Linked DNA regions of Mus musculus: all the other regions are linked to region 1. A link is a contact called in public Hi-C, HiChIP or PLAC-seq and promoter capture Hi-C data. All regions are on one chromosome and are shown on one strand. The core of a region is the stretch at or near the end of the contact, and the rest is flanking DNA. Distances in the headings are between cores, read along the strand shown.

What was found. A called contact is a pair of places that touch in the nucleus more often than the background predicts. HiChIP or PLAC-seq counts read pairs in DNA pulled down with a chosen protein or histone mark. Capture Hi-C pulls out chosen DNA fragments and counts their contacts.
Region 2: a Hi-C map of CD8 T cells shows a contact between it and region 1, with 4 times the contacts expected there. The contact joins the promoter of Picalm here to the promoter of Ctsc in region 1. A contact is called at or near these places in 2 of 39 promoter capture datasets (liver and pre-B cells), 1 of 484 Hi-C or Micro-C datasets (CD8 T cells), 1 of 115 datasets of contacts at active chromatin or transcription factors (thymic regulatory T cells) and 1 of 9 other capture datasets (liver).
Region 3: a promoter capture Hi-C map of liver shows a contact between it and region 1, with 2.9 times the contacts expected there. The contact joins the promoter of Eed here to the promoter of Ctsc in region 1. A contact is called at or near these places in 1 of 39 promoter capture datasets (liver) and 2 of 9 other capture datasets (adipose tissue and liver).
Region 4: a contact with region 1 is called in an H3K27ac HiChIP or PLAC-seq map of thymic regulatory T cells, with 11 times the contacts expected there. The contact joins the promoter of Tmem135 here to the promoter of Ctsc in region 1. A contact is called at or near these places in 1 of 39 promoter capture datasets (embryonic stem cells) and 5 of 115 datasets of contacts at active chromatin or transcription factors (acute myeloid leukemia, large pre-B cells, microglia and 2 more).

Annotation. Positions count from the first base shown.
Region 1 is chr7:88,276,634-88,279,558 of GRCm38.p6, reverse strand. Ctsc (cathepsin C) reads right to left here and starts at 1,474. Exons shown (of 7, transcript NM_009982.5): 1 at 1,185-1,474. The coding sequence starts at 1,356.
Region 2 is chr7:90,128,853-90,131,777 of GRCm38.p6, reverse strand. It overlaps Picalm (phosphatidylinositol binding clathrin assembly protein), which reads right to left and starts at 1,565. Exons shown (of 20, transcript NM_001360867.1): 1 at 1,076-1,565. The coding sequence starts at 1,205. It overlaps 2310010J17Rik (RIKEN cDNA 2310010J17 gene), which reads left to right and starts at 1,842. Exons shown (of 3, transcript NR_046007.1): 1 at 1,842-1,906.
Region 3 is chr7:89,979,555-89,982,479 of GRCm38.p6, reverse strand. Eed (embryonic ectoderm development) reads left to right here and starts at 1,504. Exons shown (of 12, transcript NM_021876.3): 1 at 1,504-2,068. The coding sequence starts at 1,955. RefSeq lists cis regulatory regions at 1,027-1,034, 1,230-1,237, an enhancer at 1,209-1,245 and a promoter at 1-1,668.
Region 4 is chr7:89,337,295-89,340,219 of GRCm38.p6, reverse strand. Tmem135 (transmembrane protein 135) reads left to right here and starts at 1,433. Exons shown (of 15, transcript NM_028343.5): 1 at 1,433-1,772. The coding sequence starts at 1,632.

The DNA of each region.
Region 1 (2,925 bases), core at 225-2,724:
CTTCTCTCCATGGGAACTTTCAATCTCTTCCCCTTCTCCTCTGTCTCCCTTCCCAAGGCTGTTTCCCTGATCTGTGATCTTGCCTCCCCTGCCAAAAGCAGTTTCCAAATAAACCTGAGATATAGATAGATAGATAGATAGATAGATAGATAGACAGACAGATAGGTAGATAGGTCCCTGATCTGGCTTGAATTAGCTCATTTTACCGTGAAGGAATAACTTATCAGAGACTTCATATGATAAGGCGATGCAAACCTTTTCTCTCCCTTCTGCCTCATCTCCATGCTCAAATTTAGAAAAGAAACAATTGTAGACACCACCCAGGATTAAGCTAAACCCAGTCACCTGGAATTTAGTAAATGACTCCTTGTTGGAGGCAGGGGAGGTGGGATATATGACAGCATTTATTCTACTCACAAGAAAACTACAGTTCAGAGTTGAGTTTCTCTGTGCAACTCTGACTGGGGAGACCATAAGTGTCACTCTTCTTATCTGTACTACTGTTTTCCTATATCCGAGGCACGTGGAATGCCCCAGTCTTCATTTACTACATACTCACTGAGAGCCAAGTGTTAGGCATTGCGTTTGCTTCCGTCATATCCAAACACTACTGTAAAATGTGACAAAAGAGACAGGAAAAAGCTTTTGTATATCTCTCGAAATTCCTTAAACAAGGCGTCCAGAAATGTCAAGGAAAGTAGCAGATAAAACAGGCCCAGTTTGAAGTGGTCTCTTCCCACTACCTCACAGGGAAAGAAGGAGCGCCCCCATTAGAAAGAAAAAGAAAAAAAAAAGAAAAAAAAAAAAAAAGAAAAAAAAAAAAAGGCTAACTCCTAGAGTCTGAGCTCAGCAGTCAAGACTCTGAATTTTAAAAACAAGAACCTGTCAGACCTGAGTGAAGGGTCAAGAAAGCAGTTCTCCACTCGCTTCTAAGAAATCAAAGCAAATAAAACAAGTAAAAAACCAGGGGCGCGTTTCCTTGAACATGAGTTGTGAGATAATCAGGAAAATAAGTGTAAAGTTAGAAGTTCTCAGCAGCTCAAATTCAACTTAGCGGCCCTGGCTCTGATCCCCCAAGGGGCCGTTCGTCAGCTCTTAACTCTCCAGTCACCCAGAAACGCCGGCCCCAAGGCAAGGACTCAGGGACAGAAAAGGACAACTCGGGACCCTGGGAAGCCGCTTACCCATCACCGAGCAGTTAATGTCGCTTCGGGAACTTCTAGGGCCCACCTGGAACACCCAGGTGCCCAGCAGATCAGGGTAGGTGCAGTTGGCAGGAGTGTCGGAGCGCACGGTGCAGACTCCCAAAAGCACCAGCAGCAGGACGGCGCGCAAGGAGTGGGTCCAGGGACCCATGCTGACGGCGCCCGCGGAGCAGATGGCAGAGAAAGCAAGTTCAACTGGAACACCACTCGATGGCAGTCAGGCGACCCTAGTGGCTCCCGCCTTAAAATACCCAAGAGCCCGGAAACCCAGGGTCCGCGGGGCGGGGTTACAGGGTGGTGAGAACAGAATGAGGTGGGGGAGGAGCGGCGAGGCTGTGAGGACGGGGGCGTGGAGTGACTGAGATGTAGGGAGGGACAGGGTGTGACTAGGTGAGGCAGCACGAGGTGGCCTGAGGAAGTTAGTTAGTGACAGTGTAGGGTGGGGACAGGCACCACTAGGAGGAAGAAGGAAAGTGGCCTTTGGGGACCTCTGCCTTTCAAGGAACGCCAAAGCTGAGAACTCTGTAGCGGTGTTTTGTAATGCCAGTGTGATTAAAATAGAATCTACCCTGTGCAATACAGGGTTGACAAGAGTCTTAAAGTCTACTGAGGCTAATTCTCTTTCTCTTGTTTTTGGTGCACTTTCCTGCATTTCTGACTCCGTGGAAAAACTTTACTAGCTAACCTAAGATAGTCTTGAGAATTTCTGTTCCATTTACCAAATCTAGCTTTTTATCTTCAGGGTTTTCTTTGGTTTCCGGTCTGCCTGTTTACCCGAAGATTTCAATTGTAGTGAACCTTTACAGGTTGGGTGAATCTGTTTTGTTTTCCCTCCCTGGAACTTTATTAGGATTAAGTTGAATGGGGTGGGGGTTGCGGGTGACTGGGGTGATCACATTGTGATCACATTGCTCAAGCCCTTCTGTTTTCAGAATGAAAGCAAGAATTAGAGAAAGAGGAAGTAGCTTGCTCAGGATGAAGTGGTCTTCTGAGCTCCTGTGTCAGGCTTTCCCAAGGGCGAGCTGAAGGGAGCATAGTTGAACCTTGCCTCCTCTGTCAGTCTTCTTGCCTGCAATTGTTAAGTAGTAATCTTTAGCGAAGCATCCTGCTCTTGTGAGAGCTGTTTTGAGTTGCCTGGCTGTTGTTGGCTGGGATCATGATCATTCTGAGCTAATCTGAGAATACAGAGATGAACCAGGCAGACTTGATGAGCCTCTTTGACCTAGTAGGCTTGTGCACTTTGTTTCTTTTTAAACCCCATCCCACAGATCACAGATATTTATGTGCAGACTTTTTTTTTTTTTTTTCCACTGAGTACATGCAGTCCGAGGAAGCAATGTGGTTGAAGAACAAACCACTTCTGTCTCTGAATTCTGCTTTAAAAACACTCAGGCTTCTAAGCCTGAAGGCACACTTTGATAGGGGTCCTTCTTGATAACTAAGGGGCTAGAGTGTTCTTTCATATGAAACTAGGCTACAAGAGCTAAATGGGGAGGAGCTGACACCTTCTAGATCTCAAAAGCCTTTATAGGATTAAGAATTGACATTGTATAATTAAGCTAGCATTTTCTTTTAAAGGCCCCATTACAGATAGCATCACTTTCCTAAATTTCTACAGTTTGTCGTTGTTGAAACATTTTACTAAATGATCCATATCTTAGAGCTAAACGTGGGATCTGGGAATTCCTTTGATGGACATAATCAAAGTAGAACACTTACT
Region 2 (2,925 bases), core at 316-2,815, 1.9 Mb before region 1:
TGCTGGAGTTACATTATGCCGCTTAAGCAAGATAGTTATCCAAAATACAGCTAGCATAAATTAAAACGTTTCCAAACCTGATTATTTGTACTTAAATATATTGATCCATTTCGAACCGCTACACATCACACTCAAGCTTCTAAATTCAAACCACCAATGTTAACAGTTCCAGGAACTGATACCAAAACCAGCAAAGCCCTTATCCATATCCTCATATGGATTACAAAAGGGGGGGGGGGGTAGAACATGCACAACACACAACTTCAAAACTCAGACAATATAATGATGGCAAATAAAAATAGTAACTTCCCACAAAGCCTTCCCCACACCACACTGAATCCCTTTGTTTCTACTCCCCACAAGCGTAAATGGAATAAAAGCCGAGTAACTGGGCATAGTATTGAAAGAAGGAGGTGACAAGAAGTCAAAGGAACTTAACGGAAGCTAGAATGGCAAAGATGACCGAAAAGGTAGATAGAAAGGTAGAAAAGGAAACCACAAAGAAATGGGAGGAGGGGAAAAACACTTCAAGAGCTGAGAAGTGACAGAAATCTGGTCCCACCAAGCAGAGTTAGTACGGAAATACGAAAAAAAAAAAAAAAAAAAAAAAGAAAGGAAAGGGAATTTTAAAAAGCTAATGGAACAATGGGGCGGTGAGCCTGAGTCCTGGAGACATTAGCCGGGGAATCACTGAGCGGACGGCTGCTAGGAGGTACGGGACGGGTGGGATGGAAGGGCAAAAGGGGCTGCAGTAGCTGGGAGAGGAGTCTGAGTGAGGAGCTGGGTGGGAGGCAAGTTGGTGGAGCGCGATGGGCTTGGTGGTGCCGGGGGCTAGGAGGCGAGGGTCTCAGGGGATCTCTGGGGGCGCAATGGATTGTCACATTTTTTTTCTCTCTTTTGAGAGAAGAGCAGAGGCCGTTAAAGGCAGGTGTGATGGGAGCAGAAAAGAACACACAGCTCGACCAGGCACAGGAGCCATCGTGCAGATAAGACGCAGGGAGGGAAGAGGCAGCCCAAGAGAGAGAGGAGGACGATGGAGAGGGGTCGGGAGAGGATGCGGGGGGTCTTCACTCACAGTCCAGGTGCTTTTTCTTGGGGCCCATGATCTCGTGGGTCGTGGCCTTGCATACTGTCTTAGATACCGCGGAGCCAGTGACACTGTGCTGGGCCGCGGTGATTCGGTCCGTCAGGCTCTGGCCAGACATCTCTGCGGCTCGTCCGCCACCCCTTCCGCTCCGCAGCCGGCGGGGCCTGGGACCCCCAAGCGCCCGAGGGTCCCCACCCCCCACCGCACCCCCTACCCCCACCGGCTCCCCGCCCGCCTGCCGGCCTGGGGCGGGGCTCAGGGCCGCGCGCCGCCACCCGCTCCGAGAGCCCCGGCTCGCGTGTTCCCCCGGCGGGCTCCCACACCAAGTCGGGGCCACTCCCGGGTCCCGCGCCTCAGCCTCGGCCCACCCCTTCCCTGGTCAGCTGGAGCCCGACCGGGTAAGAGGGCCAGGCAGCTGCAGGAAAATGGCGGCGCCAGGCTCCTCCTCGGAGCTTTCCGGGCTGCCCCTAGGTCACGTGACTCGGGTTCCGCCCCCTGCTCGCTTCCTCCCGCCCCTTCTCCCTTCCCTTTCCTCTCCGGCGCGCCCCCCTCCCTCGCTCCGGCGAGGGAAGAGCGGGGCGGCGCCCGCGCGCTACGTGGTGGAACCCGCCCGGCGGGCGCAACAGGAGGCCCGCCCGCGGGGGACGGCGCGGCCCGCCGCGTCACGTGACGCGCCCTGCCAACAGGTCGCCCGAGGCAGGGCCCCGCGTGTCGTAGGGGGGCGGGGGGGAGGGGCGGCCCGCTGCGCCCCTCTTTCACCCCGGAGGCGAGGACGCCCGCCCTCGTGTCAGAGGCTGACGCCGTGGGCTTGACAAAGAGGTGAGGCAGCTGCTGCCTGTGCGTAGTTTTCACCCCGAACTGGAGGTGCCTGGGCTCCGGGGCTTCGCCTCGCTCAATTTGGCGCCGACCCCACGGCCCTCCTCCTGCCTTAAAGAAAACGGCTCCAGCCAGTCTCTTTCTGAGCCTACACACAGGCCTCTTCAAATGCACCCCGCTCTCCCTTTTAGTAACAGGGCTTTGGGGCTTTTTTTTTTTTTTTCACCCCCTCGTCTTCTTTGAGAGTGTTGGAAACGTCACCTAGTTTTGTTTATCTCGACTTACTAAGAGTCGCCACGTTCCTGCCAGTCTAAATTTAGATAGAAGCCAGCCCGGTATTCATTCTCTGCGGTGTCAAATACGACAGGAAACACATAGCTTCAGTGGAATTTGAAAAGGGAAGTAGTAGGGTGATGTCAACAGTGATTAACTTGACCCTACAAGGCTGACAACCAGCGAGATTAAAGGTCCACACCATAGAAGGAAGTGAGACAGCTCGGTAAAAGGAGAAGTCCCATTCAGAGTCAGACATCAGTACCTGCGATCTCCCCTGGTTTAGCCTTTCTTCCCTTTGGCCTCTTTTCTCCTCTTGTGTGAGCCAGATTTCCATGGAAAGATATTGACTCTGCCCTGTAGGCATTTTAGACCAGTATTACATCCCGAGACTTAGATCTATGAAATCCAGAAGATCTATGAACAAAGCCTTTTTAAATGTTACTAGTGCTCCACATTTAACTCAAGAGTTAGGGATAAATTTTAAATTCTCTGTGAATGTTAAGTTACCATCATGGTTCTATGTAATCTTGCTAGTTTCAAATGAGATTCGAGCGTACTCAAAATCTGTGTACACCATCTGCCAACCAAATCTAGAATATTGCGCTTAAATCTGTTAACTCTCAACGGATGAAAAGCTAATAGATGTTTAAAATTGTGTGTGGTATGAGGAATTCTGTGGTCTCTTCACATTCCCTTTCTATCTCACACGCCATTCTGAAGCACGGTGATTTTGGCAAGAACTCACA
Region 3 (2,925 bases), core at 255-2,754, 1.7 Mb before region 1:
ACAAATGACAAATGACAATATAGAAACAATTCTGTCCTATAATTTCTACCTCTTCATTTCACAAATGACAAATGACAATATAGAAACAATTCTGTCCTATAATTGAGGAGAGGAAGTTCTTCATTCAGACATTCCCATGGCTTAACAATACACCCACCAAATCCACAAGGCTCACAAATTTATTATTTGTCTGTCAAGATTGTACCTGAGGGGACAAGTGAGCTGGCTCAGTGGTTAAGGCTGGCTACAGGCTGGCTACAGGCTGGCTACAGACTGGCTACAGGCTGGCTCGCAAACGTTAGTGACTCCAGTCCCAGGGATCCAACATCCTCTGACTTTGTGTACCAGTACAGACATGTGGGGCACAGACATACACACACTCATACACACATTTTTTTTAATCTAAAAATGAAAAATTAAAGAGTTTTTAATGATACGGGCAAATTTAGTTACCTTTCCCTATATTAAAAAATTGCCTTTTACCTAAGTCTCACAAACTCATGCAGTTGCTCACAGTGACTTATAGGTCTTGTCAGTTTCCTAGAGCCTCAGCTTTCAACAGCTAAAACGAACACTTAAGACTATGAATTATGACAATTCAGAACCATGTAATTTTTATTTATTTATTTTTGGAAAGAGGGTCTATAACGAAGCCCAGGCTGTCCTGGAACTCCTCGTGTAGACCAAACCAGTGTGTAGCTCTAACACACTGCAATCGACCTGCCTCTGACACCCTAGTGCTGGAATAAAAGGCATGCCCCCATACTCTGTCCGATCCATACAATTAAAAAAATTTTTTTTCAAACAGGTTTTTAGTAAATAGCCTTGATTGGCTCGGAACTTGCTATGTCGACCAGGATGATCTAAAGATTGAGGCGAGCAGGCAGTACTTCCGTTGTTGCCCTTCCGATGTTGGATTACTAGAATGTATCATGCATCACAAGGTATTTTTACTTAAGTCTAAATATGTAATTTAAAATACAGGCTTACTTAAGCCAATAGTGGCACCAACCGGTTGAATATAACCAATCATTGTAATAAGTATTTATTAGATAAAATATCTGCCCAGAACGGAGGCGTGTCCGTAGGCACTGATTTGGTACCGTTTTGAAATCCTCCCCGAAGCTTCAGAAACCGGTGGAAAGACTACCTGGTTCAGCAGACAGAACCGAGGGGAGGAGGGGCCAGGAGGCGGCCTGTCGTCTCCGTAACCCAGCGCGAGAATACGCCTCAGCGCATGCGCACCTGCAGGTGGGACCCGTCCATGTGCCCGATGGGGGAGGCGAGCAGGGAACAGCCTATAGATTTTGAATCTCTCCCTTCAAAAAAAGAATCTAGGCTGTGAGAAGTTCCGTAAACACTAACTCGAAGTTGTTCTCCCGAGCTCCGCATCAGGGACCGTAGACACAGACCCCCTAAAACAAGAGGTGACTTCTCTTTCCTCCCCCCTCCCTCGGGAGCAGTGGTGGGCCGATCCAGGCCACAGACTTTCGTTCGTTTGCAGCGGGTCGGAGATCGAAGGATTGAGCCAATTGCGGATGAAACGTCTTGGCCAGGAAGGGGGTGAGGGAGCAGCCCTTTGAGTTCCGCCTCGTCTCTAGGCGCTGGTGGGGAAGGGGGACGTAGGAAACCCCTGCCCTCTGAGCCAGCAGATCCGACGCCTCGGTGCAAAGTGTCGAGAGGGCGGCGGGAAAACCGCCCGCCCGGACCAAGGGACGGGAAGCAGCCGGGAAGCCGTGCGGGAGGGCGCGCGCGTGCGCGCCCCTTTTTCAGCAGTGTGGCGGGGTCGCACGCACGCCCGCCTCGGCGGCTGGGCGCGATTTGCGACAGTGGGGGGGGCGGCGGCGGTGGCGGCGCCGGCAGCTTTGCGGCAGGCTCGGGCCGGGCGTGCTTGACGGCGGTGTGGCGGAGGCCCCGCCCGAGGCGGCAAGAACCTGGAGGGAGGCGGAGGAACATGTCCGAGAGGGAAGTGTCGACTGCGCCGGCGGGAACAGACATGCCCGCGGCCAAGAAGCAGAAGTTGAGCAGCGACGAGAACAGCAACCCGGACCTCTCGGGAGACGAAAATGTGAGTGCAGCCCCGCCTGTCCCGGGACTGTGGAGTAGAAGTTTCAGGTTCTTTGGTAACTGCGGTCGGGGCCGGCGGGCGGGCGGCCGTGGGGGGAGGGAAAGGTGTCACCCGCGCTCAGGAGAACGCAGGCGTGCGGGGAAGTCCGGTTTGGCTGGGGCTTTCGAGCTGGGACTGCGGCAGATAGCAAGCAGAAAGTTGTCGAGGAGCGGATTAAAGGTCCCAAAGGGTCTGCGAGGTCCGCTCAGATCGTCCCTGCGTGGGAGACGGAGTTTGTGCCTTTGGGGGCTTGACGCTGATTGCGAATCTGAGATTGTACTTACTGGTTTAAAAGGCATGCTCGAGGTAAGAGGTTCAGTTTTCCCCAGGAAAGTTGGTACGAAGGGTCCTCGTAAGGATCCGAGGGGCTGTGTCACTGTAGAGCACTACGGGATCTTCAGGATGGAAAGTATAGATCTCTGGCTTGGGTTTACGTGACCGTGCGGTTATGTATGCCCCTTTCCATGGAAGTGCGGTGTGCCTTCGTGTCGACTTTTTTGTGGAAGGAGTAGAATCGAGAAGATCGTAGAGGGGGAGCCACCTTTGATTAAGGCAAAGGAGGGAACAGTTTGAAAGTTTTTGCTTAATGTAAAGGGATTGGAAGATTTCAGGCCACCGTGGTAAATTCTGTACTTGAGCCAAGTGTGAAGATTAAGGGAAGTCGGTGCTTAGAGAAATGCCGCCCCGTAAAAAAAAAAAAAAAAAAAAAAAAAAAAAAAAAATACTATGCAAGCGTTGTAAAGAGTACTAGACACGTGTTCTAATAATTAGATACTTATATTCTGATAGGGTAGCGTAGAGGCTTTGGCCTTTCGTAT
Region 4 (2,925 bases), core at 184-2,683, 1.1 Mb before region 1:
TTCAAAAGGGATGTCATACCATTGGGCACTTTCAGTTGTCTCTCATGGGAAGTACATTCATCTGTGGGGAAGAATGATGTGTCCAGATGTTTGAGTAGCCAGAGGCGACTATGGCTGATGCTATTAGTGTCTCTAGTATCTGTTTTGCCATTTTGTGCAGTGATATAACTATCAGCCTTTAGCTGCCATTTGCCCAAGCTGAAATGTTAGCTGACAGATTTGCATAGGCTTACCTAAAAGTTTCTATCTTTTTTTTTTTTTTTTTTTTTTTTTTTTTTTTTTTTTTTTTTTTACTTTTTGAAAAAGCTAAGGTCTTTTGATAGAGTCCTAGGCTGGTCTCAAATTCAATGCATAGCTCAGCCTGGCCTTGAACTCCAGACCTGTCTGTTTAGCCTTCCAAGTGCTAGGATTACAGATGTGTGCTGCCAGGCACAGCCTGAGAAGTTTTTCTTCCCTCTCCTTTCTCTGGCCCTTTTGGCTAGTGTGTGGATGTCATGTTAGTGAAGTGGTCATTTTATAAGCAGCACAGCAAACAGGTGATAGCTAGCAGGGTATTTAACATACATAAAATGTATACAGCTAGGCATCTTGCAGATAGTTTACACCTGTCTTATCTGTTACTTTTCTCACTTCTAGAACATTAGTTTCTTGGCAGCAGAAACACAGCTTTTCCACATCTGTCTGTCCAGGGTTTCAAACAGGGGCTGGAAAATCATATTAGTTTAGTAAATATTGTAGAAGGAACTGAATAAATATGAGAGAATGATCTAAAGGTAAAGCCTTTCTGCTTTAAAAAGTACAGAATTTACAAGTCCAAAGAAAGCAGGTTATTATACACAAGGGCTATATGGCAGGTGGATTGTCATGGCAATCAGTTTTAGATTAAGCTCTCTAGCCAGGCAGGAGTTCTATTGCACTGCAGCTGCCTCTGCTCTGTATGTTGCTTGGGTGATAAGCACTTGTGAAGGATTCTGTTGCTAGGACTCCATTAGGGGCTGGCAGGTCTCTCTACTGTCTCTTTCCATATAGCATGCATTTAAACACATCTAAATTAGTATTTTCAAGACTTCACAGGCACAATAGAGCTTAGGAGGTTGAGCAAGTAGCAAGAATGTTGAAGGTTGTGTTGCAACCGCAGATAGTCTTAGGTGAACCAATGGGACGAGGGACAACAGTGGTGCAAGTGCCTCCATCTCCCAGCAAAGACACAGAATCCTTTTGTTCCACTACCCTCTGCTCTTTTTGGCCAGGCTTTGACAGGACAAGGGCTGAGCTATATAGCCCGACCCAGGCGGGATCCACCATCACGCTCCCGGTTGTGCTTCTCTGAGTCGTGCTCCTATTCGGAGGGTGAAGGTGCTCGCTTCCTTTGCCCGTCCGGAGCCCGCCCATCCGCGGGAGCGCGCATGCGCCTCCCCTCCCCGCCTCCGTCGTGCGCGCCCCGCCCCCTCGCGCTGCCATACGCGGACGGCCAACATCCGAGGACTCCGGCCTTGAGTAACCTGCTCCCGTGACCTTTTCGCACCCCGCACGCCGAGGCCCGCGCGGCGCCCGCCTCGCCCTTGCGTGTCTGCCGCCCCTGCCGAACCCTGCGTTCCCCTGACCACGCGCAGCTGCCACCGCCACTCGTCATGGCGGCCCTCAGCAAGTCCATCCCTCATAACTGCTACGAGATCGGCCACACTTGGCACCCCTCCTGCAGGGTCTCCTTCCTGCAGATCACTTGGGGCGCCCTGGAGGAGTCCCTCAGGATCTACGCACCCCTGTACCTGGTGAGCAGGGCTGGCGCTGGTGCAGGTGCAGGGCCTCCCGGGGCTCGTTGCTTCTAGGTCAGCTTTAGGGGTGGTGAGAGGCCTGGGGGGAGTCCTAGGCGGAAGGAGGGGGAGGGGACCCCGATGGTGAACTGTCACTGGACACCTGTTGCTAGGATGGGGATGTGCTCTGGACAGGTAGGGTCAAGTGCCTTACACTTGATCGCTCTGAGAACCTGGATTCAGAGACTCTGTGATGGAGAGATGTTGGAGCTGTGTATATATTTAGTCAATGCATGCACACAGTGTCCCCTCAGCCCACTTTACCACTCTCCGGCCCCATTTTCATATGAAAAAGGGTGTTCTGTACACCCCCCCACCCCCACCCCAAGCCTGCTTAGTCACAGATTTTGTCCTTGTTTGAGATGACAGAGATGCCACTTGACGGTTTGTTCTTTCGTAAGTTCCCAGAGTAGATTCCTGGTTTGAGATTTTGTGCGGTGATTTCGTTGAAGGTGTTTTAGTGGCGTGTTGCTGAGGTCATTTTCTTATACAGATTTACAAGTAGGGAAGCTTAGAGAGAGTATCTGGAAACCTACCAGTAACATCGAGAACTGATAAAGATATCTTCTCCTAGTGAGTGCCACTGTGTGGGAGAAAATTCCCACATCCTGGCACTGAAGATGTGCTATTTGGCTACTGAAGTTCATTGTCATTTTCCCATTTGTCTGTATGCTGAGAAGGTAGACATCATTTTTGTATGTTTTGTATGTTTCCTAAAAGTTCGTTCAATACTCAATGAGTGATCCATTCTTATTTCTCATTGAGGTAGTAATTTGGGCTGATGACATCTTTGACAGTATGATTATGTTTGTAACTTAATGGAGAAGTCTAATTTGTAATTATAGACAGAACACAGGAAAAGACAGTGACTCCCTGAGAGGTTGCAGAAGCCAAGTTCCCTTTTCATGATGTAAACTGGTGCTTCCCCACTTTAATGTATTTTAAGGAAACCCCAGGGATCATGTTAGAATGGGATTTCTGATTCAGTAGGTCTTGGTGGGGGCTAGAGAGTACATTTCTGATAAAATCTAACGTAGTGTAGACACTGGGGAATACCAGCCTTGTTAAGTGAAGATCTAGAGCATTGACCAATATAGACGTTTATCTGTAT